2 separate regions of the Triticum aestivum genome follow, and region 2 is linked to region 1. A link is a contact called in public Hi-C data. All regions are on one chromosome and are shown on one strand. Each heading gives the region's core, a stretch centred on a gene start, on an enhancer-like site or on the middle of the called end of the contact. The rest is flanking DNA. Distances are from core to core; before and after follow the strand shown. Region 1 holds the start of LOC123080004 (protein NRT1/ PTR FAMILY 8.1). Region 2 holds the start of LOC123080008 (probable carboxylesterase 16).

Region 1 (5,345 bases), core at 2,803-5,302:
TTCATGCTAGAATTGTATTAACCGGAAACATGATACATGTGTGAATACATAGACAAACAGAGTGTCACTAGTATGCCTCTACTTGACTAGCTCATTGATCAAAGATGGTTAAGTTTCCTAGCCATTGACATGAGTTGTCATTTGATTAACGGGATCACATCATTAGGAGAATGATGTGATTGAATTGACCCATTCCGTTAGCTTAGCACTCGATCGTTTAGTATGTTGCTATTGCTTTCTTCATGACTTATACATGTTCCTATGACTATGAGATTATGCAACTCCCGTTTACCGGAGGAACACTTTGTGTGCTGCCAAACGTCACAGCGTAACTGGGTGATTATAAAGGTGCTCTACAGGTGTCTCCGAAGGTACTTGTTGGGTTGGCGTATTTTGAGATTAGGATTTGTCACTCCGATTGTCGGAGAGGTATCTCTGGGCCCTCTCGGTAATGCACATCACTTAAGCCTTGCAAGCATTGCAACTAATGAGTTAGTTGTGGGATGATGTATTGCGGAACGAGTAAAGAGACTTGCCGGTAACGAGATTGAACTAGGTATTGAGATACCGACGATCGAATCTCGGGCAAGTAACATACCGATGACAAAGGGAACAACATATGTTGTTATGCGGTCTGACCGATAGAGATCTTCGTAGAATATGTGGGAGCCAATATGAGCATCCAGGTTCCGCTATTGGTTATTGACCGGAGACGTGTCTCGGTCATGTCTACATAGTTCTCGAACCCGTAGGGTCCGCACGCTTAAAGTTTCGATGACAGTTATATTATGAGTTTATATGTTTTGATGTACCGAAGGTTGTTTGGAATCCCGGATGTGATCACAGACATGACGAGGAGTCTCGAAATGGTCGAGACATGAAGATTGATATATTGGAAGCCTATGTTTGGATATCGGAAGTGTTCCGGGTGAAATCGGGATTGTACCGGAGTACCGGGAGGTTACCGGAACCCCCCGGGGGCTTAATGGGCCATAGTGGGTCTTAGTGGAGAAGAGGAGAGGCGGCCAGGGCAGGGCCGCGCGCCCCTCCCCCTAGTCCGAATAGGACAAGGAGAGGGGGGCCGCGTCCCCCCTTTCCTTCCTCTCTCCCTCCTCTTTCCCCTCCACTCCTAATCCAACTAGGAAAAGGGAGGGAGTCCTACTCCCGGTGGGAGTAGGACTCCACCTGGCGCGCCCCTCCTGGCCGGCCGCACCTCCCCCCTTGCTCCTTTATATACGAGGGCAGGGGGCACCCTAGAGACACAACAATTGATCGTTTGATCCTTTAGCCGTGTGTGGTGCCCCCCTCCACCATAGTCCACCTCGATAATACTGTAGCGGTGCTTAGGCGAAGCCTTGCGTCGGTAGAACATCATCATCGTCACCACGCCGTCGTGCTGACGAAACTCTCCCTCAACACTCGGCTGGATCGGAGTTCGAGGGACGTCATCGGGCTGAACGTGTGCTGAACTCGAAGGTGCCGTACGTTCGGTACTTGATCGGTCGGATCGTGAAGACGTACGACTACATCAACCGCGTTGTGCTAACGCTTCCGCTTTCGGTCTACGAGGGTACGTGGACACACTCTCCCCTCTCGTTGCTATGCATCACCATGATCTTGCCTGTGCGTAGGATTTTTTTGAAATTACTACGTTACCCAACAGTCATGAAGGTTTTCAATGTGTCCAAAGCCACATTGAATTCCTCACGAGAGACTGCGGTTCCCCCATCGGCCGTAGACGAGATTGGATTCACACTGGAGTGCTCCTCACCACCGTCTATGGTGTCAGCCATACTCTTCGGACGGCAAAGTCCTTAATAAAGAGACGAGGCTCTGATACCAATTGAAAGGATCGATATAGTTGACTAGAGGGGGGGTGAATAGGCAACTAACAATTTTAGCTTTTCTTTACCAATTTAAACTTTGCATCAAAGTAGGTTGTCTAGATATGCAACTAGGTGAGCAACCTATATGATGCAACAATAATAAGTACACAAGCAAGCAAGGGATACAACACAAATAAGCTTGCACAAGTAAAGGCATGAGATAACCAAGAGTGGAGCCGGTGAAGACGAGGATGTGTTACCGAAGTTCCTTCCTTTTGAGGGGAAGTACGTCTCCGTTGGAGCGGTGTGGAGGCACAATGCTCCCCAAGAAGCCACTAGGGCCACCGTATTCTCCTCACGCCCTCACACAATGCGAGATGCCGTGATTCCACTATTGGTGCCCTTGGAGGCGGCGACCGGACCTTTACAAACAAGGTTGGGGCTCTCTCCACAACCGAATTGGAGGCTCCCAATGAGACCATGGAGCTTCACCACAATGGAATATGGCTCCGAGGTGACCTCAACTGTCTAGGGTGCTGAAACACCCAAGAGTAACAAGATCCGCAAGGGATGAGTGGGGAGAATCAAATTTCTCTTGGTGGAAGTATAGATCTGGGCCTTCTCAACCAATCCCTAGAAAATCAACAAGTTTGATTGGCTAGGGAGAGAGATCGGGCGAAAAAGAGCTTTGGAGCAACAATGGAGCTTTTGGGGAAAAGAGGTGAGTCAACTTGGAGAAGAAGAACTTCTTTTATAAGGGGGGAGACAATCCAACCGTTACCCCCACTCAGCCCCGCACAAGGCGGTACTACCGCTGGAGGGGGGCGGTACTACCGCTGTGGCCAGCGGTACTACCGTTCCACCTCGCGGTACTACCGCGCAGTGAGAAGAGAGCGAAAAGCAGAGCAGGACCTGGACCCAGGGTAGTACTACCGTGGTGATAAGGGCGGTACTACCGCCTCTACTGCCGCAAAACCCGACACGAGAGGAGGACCCTCGAATCGAGGCGGTAGGAGCACGAAGCCGCAACGGTACTATGGCCGAGAGCTCCAAGCGGTACTACAGCTGTGGAGCGGTACTGCCGCTTGTAGCTCTCGAGCGGTACTACCGTTGGGGTTCGCGGTACTACCGCTGGGACCAAATCTCAGGGAGAAGGCAGCAAGGGAGCCTTCAACGAAGCGGAAAAGCTCAGAGGGTGCAAAGGGGATGTGTACGTGTTGATTCCACCTAGCCAAACCAATGCGGACCCCCTCTTGATAGTACGGTGACTCCTACGACACAAGTCCACCAAAACTGAATCGAAAGGGCTACACCGTGTTCGCTTCAAACACCGAGGGGAGGAAATCGTCTCGTGCCAAAGGATGAATCTCTGAAATACTCAACGCACATGATTAGTCCGCAAATATGTTGTCATCAATCACCAACACTACTTAGAGAAAAACATGCCTTAACACTTACCCTTCAATATAGCTTTGAGATCCGTGCTAGACAACTAACTTTCTCTTTTTTGTTCCTTTCAAATAAAACAACATATGAACATAAAACTTTGCAAGATAGCAAAACATTCTTACTACAATGTGAGAAAAAATTATAGATTTTTTTGACCAACATAAATATACAAAATGAGATTTTCAATATTCAAAAATGTTGTTTTTAGTATTTATGATGCACGAAAAAATCTGAAAGTTTTTTCCCACATTCTAGCTAGAATGTTTTGTTGTGCTGCAAAGTTTGAAGTTTATATGTTGTTTTATTTGAAAGAAACAAAAAAGACAAATGTTCTTGTACGAATCGCGGTGCATAGATGGATGGCTAGATAAGGAGGTGCACCTAAGCCTATGCTCTACAGAATATTTTCCAAAGTTGCACCATGTAGTAACAGAGTTGCACAATATAGCAATAAAGTTGGCATCAAAAAAAATTCGTCGAAACATAGTCATGCGGGATCTCTTTTCAAAGGTCTCGTCACAGCGATTCCAACAATGAAAACGGATCTAAATTCGGATGCACGGTTTAAAAAATATGACTTTTTAAAAATCCAGAAATTCAAAATAAATGCATGTAAATCTGTTTTCTCTAAATCAAACTGACTAGTACGAACGCATTTTTTTTTAGGGGAGTACGAACGCCCTTAATGCTACACCATACATGCGCTGGCAGATAAATCTTTTTCCATGCATACCTGCGGGCGGCTGCTCGTTTTAGCCAACAAGCGCGCGATTGTGTATTCCCGTTCATTAATTCCTGTAACATTTTTCTTCCACAATGGCTTCACCTACCGCATCTCTTGTCCTTGTACCTCTCCTCAAAACTTTAAGACCGAGCGTCTCATTGGATCTACTGTTCGACCCTCATTCAGGCTAATGTTCCTCCTCTCTTTTGCTTTAGCTGGTTTCGTTTCCAGAGCTGATACTGTTCGACCATGGAACCGGTAGAAGTAGAATCAAAAGGCTTGCAGGGTGACGCCGATCGCCGGACGTCCAAGAGGGATCGCCGGAGTTCGTGGGGATACGTTTTCATCCTCGGTAAAACTTGCACCATTTTCTTGTTGTCGTTATGATCCCACTGTGGGTATGCACCCCATATCCATGCTAAATATGCTGCCCGGCGCTGCTCATGCATTCACGCGCGCCTGGTGTGCAGTGAACAACTGCCTCCAGTACAGCGCTTACTACGGCGTGTCGACGAACCTGGTGAACTACCTCAAGGTCCAGCTGCACTCCGGCAGCAAGGCCGCGGCGAACAGCGTCACCAACTGGCAGGGCACCGCCTCCATCACGCCGCTCGCGGCCGGCTTCCTCGCCGACTCTTTCCTCGGCAGGTACTGGACCATCACCCTCTTCCTCTTCATCTCCGTCGCGGGGTACGGCGTCGTGGCGGCGAGCGCGTCTGCGGCGCTGGAGACCGCGGTATTCTACGCGGGGCTGTACCTGGTGGCGCTGGGCGGCGCGCTGCAGCCGGTCCTGTCGTCGTTCGGGGCCGACCAGTTCGACGCCGAGTCCGACGAGGAGGAGCGCGGGCGGCAGAGCTCCTTCTTCAACTGGTTCTACCTGTCCATCGTCGTGGGCTCGCTCGTGGGCGGCACCGTCCTGGTGTGGGTGCAGTCCGCCCACGGCTGGCGGCTCGGCTACGGCATCCCGGCGCTGCTCAGCGTGCTCGCCGTCGCTCTGTTCCTCGCCGGCACGGGCGCGTACCGCCGCCACCAGCCCCCCGGCGGCAGCCCGCTCACCAGGATCGCGCAGGTGGTGGTCGCCGCCGCCAGGAAGTGCGACGTGGAGATCCCGACCGACGCCACGCTGCTGCACGAGTGTGACGGCGACGACGGCATGTCAGCGATTCAGGGGAGCCGCCGCCTCGCGCACACTGACGAGTTCAGGTCAGTACCCGTGCCCTGGCCGTCGTTAGCATCGCCTTCCACTTTTTTTTTAACTTAGCATCGCCTTCCACTTGCATCGTCTCCATCATGTGCAGTTTTTTCGAGAAAGGAGCGTTCAATTTATTTTGTCTATGATCGAGACA
Region 2 (6,100 bases), core at 2,793-5,292, 220 kb before region 1:
AATGTTAACCCACTCTCAGGATTTCAACTATGTGGCGTATTGCTTTTTAACTATCAGTTTTCTTTAGGTGAAAGGGAACATGAACAATGATTGAACAATAAGTTAGCAGATACTTGGATGAGAAACTTGAGCCTGGAATATGTTAGTGTCAGCATGAAGCATGTCTTTTAACAGGTTTCACTTTAAAGCCTTGCAACATCAAAGTTGATACTTTCAAGGAAATCCGTAGCATGCACACAAAGATAACTCTCATTTAAACAGAACCCAGATAATTATGCTACAAAGTCAAACAAATTGATATTTCAAGGCAAACCAAGTAGGAAGGCAGTAGAGCAACAAGGTTGACAATGTTGGATGGTATAAATTATTCACGTGTTGTGGCATGCCAACAGCTTAGGGTGATAATTCTTTTCTCAAAAATGGTGATTTCGAGACCCGGCAATTCAATACTTCACAAAGGGTACAAAAGGAATGAAAGAATTGAGCTCTATGAGGCGGAAGAGCATCTGTCTTTGAGTTCAGTCTACAATTTGCACACTACATTCTTCCACAAGGATCATCAATAAAGGGGAAAGGTACTCAGCACTCTCATATTACGCCTAACTGGTTCCTCACCTTTTAACTTGCAGTGCCTCCCATCACCAGGTGAAAAAGAATGCACCGATGCTTCCCGTAAAGACTCTATTTCACAACGCTGATCTTTTGCTACAGCTAATACGAGAACTCGTGCCCTCTCAGGGATATGTATTTCTTCATCCATATGGCAATATCTTCGGCACAGGCCTGGGCCTGTGGCGTCTTGAGGAACACATCAAGTGTTGCGAACTCATGGACTGTATCTTTGTAGTCGAGGACTGGCGCGTCCACATTTACCTTGCGGAGTTCCTCGGAGTAAGCAATTGCTCTGTCCCTCATACAGTCGTGTTCCGCAACGATTGTCAAGGTTGGAGGCATGCATTTCAGTGGCGGGCCTCCTCTGCCTGGGGCCAGGGGGTTGGCAGCAGGATGGTCCAAGCTGAACTCTTTCTCTGATAAAAGTAATCTCCAGGCAAGTAAGCATGTGGATTTGTCGTAGAAGTATGAGTTCGCAAGCCTTATTTCCGAGTGTGTTGGAACACTTCCTATGAAGAAGGGATACATCAGAACCTGTGCAACGACCTTGACTGGCTCAAATTGCTTTGCATCTTCCACCGCTTTCCTAGTGACAAAATCAGCAATGTTGGCACCACAGCTTACACCAAGTAGGACACATCTGCTCCAAGGAAAAGACGGGTGATCTGGTCAAACTCCAGCAACACAAATGTACAACAGTTAAAACAAAAGGATTTACAATAAATTACTAGATATATTCTTTTGTCTCTTAGGTAGAAGGCAAGAACCATTTAATGATGTTACCAAATATGCAGCTATTCTATTTGAAATTAAATTGAAGTGGGCACTTAATCTGTTGAGGGGTCTAAACTCAGGTAGGTGTGATACACCAAGCAACCAAGGTTTGAGATGATGACAGTCCATCAATATGTACATCACATTTAAGAGATCACGGACATAATAAAAAGGCACGAAAAAGGTACTAATTTCATCAGGTTCTACTGAAATCATAGTTAAAATAAAATCTTCATTATAGGTAAGGAAGCAGACCAGAGTAAGTTTTAACTGATCTATTCGATCCGACAGTTCAGTGCAATTCAATTTCATTAATATGTTAGGTCAATAAACATGACCAATAAAGAATCCCAGAATCAGTAATATGAAAATTGCATGCCTTCACTAGTGTTCAAGGTTATTGGACTGTGGTGACATCATTAGCAGTTATTTACTCAACATATACTACCTACCGAAATATAGAACTTTGTTGAAAACATGTGCCCTAGAAAATTTCACCAAGAAAAGGCCTATCCACATGCCAACGGTCAAGCAAATCTTGTAAAGTTGCATTGACATCTTCAAAATGTCAACATCATTTGGAGAATGTAATCCTGGCAAATTAAATCAACTAATATTTGGATATTTGATGCTTCTATGTTGTGAGCCTGTGTACCCGATCAGAGTGCACACAAAAAGCTAAGGTGCACGCAAATGGTAAGATATAACAGAAAGTGCACACCATATGTTAAGTGAGTATAACTGTCAGCTGGTAAACATTGAATCTTCCCCAGTCAACATACTCCTGAGCTCTAAACCTGCTGCCAGTCAGAAATTGCAACTCGAGGGGAAATGTCGTACTCATGGTCTCTAAACCAATGCTAGTCAGAAATGGCAACTCGAGGGGAAATGACATACTCATGAGCTCTCTCTAAACCTGCTGGTAGTCAGAAATGGCAACCCACGGGGAAATGACATACTCGTGAGCTCTCTCTAAACCTGCTGCTAGCCAGAATGGCAACTCACGGGGAAATGACATACTCATGAGCTCTCTCTAAACCTGCTGCTAGTCAGAAATGGCAACCCACGGGGAAATGATATATTCGTGAGCTCTCACTAAACCCGCTGCTAGTCAGAAATGGCAACCCACGGGGAAATGATATATTCGTGAGCTCTCTCTAAACCCGCTGCTAGTCAGATCTAATAGACTAGGGAACTATATCTTCATCGTTTTGACATGTTCACTTGACTAGCGCAATTCTCATTTGCGGTTTCTGAAATAATGCTGGTGAATCACAAACAAGAACTTCCATTGAAGAAATGAAATAAAAATTCCTATCGCTTGACTTGCCCACTTTTGGACAACTTCACACTGCAGTATTATGTTCCTTGGCCATTTAGTAAAGTAGAAGTAGCAAGAAATGCAATTACAAAAGGAGAGATTACAGAATCGAATTAAATTATACCTTGCCGGATCACCATGCGCAGCGATCCAGGGCTCGACGGTGGAAGCACCGAACGTGTCCACCCCGCCCCCAACCTTGCTCATCATGGCGAGATTGGCCTGCTTGGCGATCCACCTAAGCACCCTGACCCCGTCATCAAAGGCGGCGGGGTAGCGGCTCTCGGGCGCGAGCCTGTAGCCGACGGCGACGACGATGGCGTCGCAGAACTTGGCGACCCGCCTGCAGAAGGCGTCGTTGGAGGCGGAGCAGTTGCTCCCGGTGACGAAGCCGCCGCCGTGGAACTGCACGACGATGGGCAGCCTGCGGCGCGCGGAGGCGGCGGCCCGCGGGGAGGAGACGGCGTGCGGGAGGTAGCCCCGGTAGGGCGCGCCCGCCTGGCCGGCGGCGGGGTCGCTGGCGCGGCGCGGGTGGAGGAGGTGCGGGTGGTGCGGCGGCGGCGTGGGGAGGAAGATGCGGAGGGAGAGCGCCGAGTTGGGGTCGATGTGGAGGTCCTTGGAGGCGACCCCGTCGGCCGCGGAGAAGGCCGGGTTGGCCGGCGCCGTGGCCTCGTCGGCGCGGCAGGAGACACCGAAGGCGGCCGCGTCGCCGTCGCCGTCGGCGGCGGCGCCGGCGGCGGCGGCGAGCGACTGGAGGCGGTGGCGCAGCAGCAGCTTGAAGAAGACGCTGTAGATCTTCACGCCGACGCTCGGCATGGCTCGCCCGCTCCCGCCGCCGGTCACCGCCCGGATCCGCGCATCACAGGGAGAGGTAGACGGGACGGCGCCCGGATCTGCTCGATCGCCGCCGACGGGTTCGGCCGGGAGGAGGTCGGAGCTGGCGGAGGCGCGATTGGAATCGGGCGCGGAGGGGGTTAATGGGGCCGGATTGGATTGGATCGGCTCGGCTCCGTGCGGTGTTGGAGTGGTTGGGGCGAGGGAAAGCAACCGCGATTGGTAGGGTGGCTATCTGGATGGATGATGGCAGCGCAGCAGCGTGGTGTGGTGTGGTGGTATGGTACGGGAAACAGGAGGAAGGAAGAATGGAGAGGGAGGTGGGTGAGGGAGAAGCTAGCGAGGAAGGAAGGAAAAGACGGGGAAGCGATGGAGGATTTTTGGATGGTTGCTACCAGGCAGGCAGGCGTCGGCCGCTTCCCGAACGTGACCACGGTCTCTCTCGCCCCCCTGCGCCTGTGGCCTGTGCTGTTGCTGTGCGTTCGTCGTTCAAATTCAAACCCCGCCTGGTGGTACAGTAGTGGATTTTTCTTCCCCTCCTTGCGAGGTGGTGGTGGTACTAGTACTAGCCTGGGGTTCGCTCTTTGCAGTTTCCGTTCTCACATTTCGCCTGGTGGAGCGAGTATAATTCGGCAGGTTTTTTTTATCTCCAACAACGTGGAGTGCATTAAACGGTGCAGGTACGATGCCTGCCTACTCCCAGATTCCATCGTTTCACGTGAAAGCGTGTGTGTGTCCCAGCGGAAGCACTTCTTTATGCGAAACGATTGCCCTTCATTTTCTCCTTCTCTGTTGTGTCGGTGCTAGTCGTAGCCTCCGTTTTCTATGCTAATTTAGCCTAAGCAATTCAGCTGGAACAGAGGCAGATAGCTTTCCGGAAGGCACGTATAGAAATCCTCGTCCATGGCAACGGTCAACGCCGGATTGCACGCCGGAGGATCCATCAGCTGAGAACAACCAGATATGTATTATCCGTCTCCGTCCGCCGTCGCAAAGATCGCGAGTCCCCATCGATCGGTTTCCTGTTCCTGAAACCGTGTGGCGTCCCGCGGCACGGCACGGCGCGCGCGTAGATAGGGCCTCACCGTTCCGTTCGCCCGCTGGCGGAACGGTTCAACGGACCGCACGGGCACCAGCTACGCATCGGTCGCAAGAAACAGGCCAAGGCACGCGCTGCAATTTCGCGACCGCGTCGTACATCGGGCAGGCAGGCAGGCGCCTCGACGGCGTTGGAAGCCAGGCCAGCATCGGCCCGGTCCGGCGCGCCATTCACGGAGAGCGTGTGCGTGCCCGCGTACGTACGTTACGTATGTGAGATCGGTGCGTGGCCGATCGTGCATGGATCTGCAAGGGTGCAACTGCAAACGTCGGTGCCAAGGTTATCTTATGTATAGTACCTACTCTGCACGTCGCGCGGTGGGACACGAACAAAAAGGCCGTGAACAAGAACCCAGCATGCATGCATGACCGTGAGGTGCTTATTCTCGTGCTTACGTTGTTGAAATTCAAACCCCGGGCAGCGAACCAAAACCACCGTCTTCCGACCCCTCCCGTCTCCCCGCGAGCCATATCCCCCCCCCCCCCCCCCCCCGCGGCGGCGAGGCACCCCGGATATGGCTCGGGTGGTGTCAGCAACTTCTGTGGCAGGGGGGCGGCGGCGGCGAGGCTCGGCTGGCGGCGGTCCGGCGACCTGCAGGCGAGGTGGTGGCGCTGCTCCTTGGCGGCGGGGTGGCTGAGGGTGTGTCCCCGGTCCAGATCTAGGCCCTTATGGGCCCATCTGGGTCCTAGCGGGCTGGTTCCGACGTGGCCTCGCTGCCTACTGCGTGGTGTTGAGGAGGAGCGGCTCGGACAGGGAACGGCGACGCCACCAGTGGCGGTGCCAGGAATCCAATCATGTGTGGTCAATTGAATGTTGTGTAGTCAAATGTATGCATTTATAATATTTTTTGGCATAATTTCTACTTGATATTTGTAGTTTTTGTCATAAGCTGTGTATTTAATTGACTCCCCAGCTTAAGTGTGGCTTCGCCACTGGACGCCACCGACGTACCTTCTGCAGCGCGACGGCGAGAGCTTTACGAACATTCCAGGGCCCGCAGTATGCTCCTGCTATTGCGTCCGGTCAGTTACCGTCATTGATGGTGGAGATTAGGCCCTCCTGCGTCTCGAAGGTGTTGTTGCCCCTAGTCCCGGCTCCTCTTCTTCGCTGTGCAGGCCGCATTTCGCGGTGCCGTGGTGAGACAGCGTGGGAGGCTTCAAGACTGTGTTTGGTGCAGGATGGTGGCCGGTATGGTGGCATGCTCCGGAGCGCCCGGGGTGATCGTTGGGATCGGGCACTACTAGGAAAATGCTTATTGGTAGAAGTTTACCAATAGCGCCTGTTCTTGACCCCACGCTACTGGTATTTACCAGTAGCACTGGGTAGGAAACACGCTACTACTACCAAATAACAGCAGCGTTTGTTAGCTTGGGCCGCGCTGCTGTTACATGGGCCGCAGGGCAAAAACGGTAGCCCACTTACCTGTAGCGTTTGTTTCGAACGGGCGCTACAACTGGTGG

What was found. A called contact is a pair of places that touch in the nucleus more often than the background predicts.
Region 2: a Hi-C map of leaf shows a contact between it and region 1, with 5 times the contacts expected there. The contact joins the promoter of LOC123080008 here to the promoter of LOC123080004 in region 1. A contact is called at or near these places in 3 of 5 Hi-C or Micro-C datasets (all in leaf) and 1 of 1 datasets of contacts at active chromatin or transcription factors (leaf).

Annotation. Positions count from the first base shown.
Region 1 is chr3D:501,747,614-501,752,958 of IWGSC CS RefSeq v2.1, reverse strand. LOC123080004 (protein NRT1/ PTR FAMILY 8.1) reads left to right here and starts at 4,052. Exons shown (of 3, transcript XM_044502859.1): 1 at 4,052-4,351; 2 at 4,470-5,202. The coding sequence starts at 4,249.
Region 2 is chr3D:501,966,771-501,972,870 of IWGSC CS RefSeq v2.1, reverse strand. LOC123080008 (probable carboxylesterase 16) reads right to left here and starts at 4,042. Exons shown (of 2, transcript XM_044502861.1): 1 at 2,832-4,042; 2 at 394-1,252. The coding sequence starts at 3,523. The coding sequence ends at 712.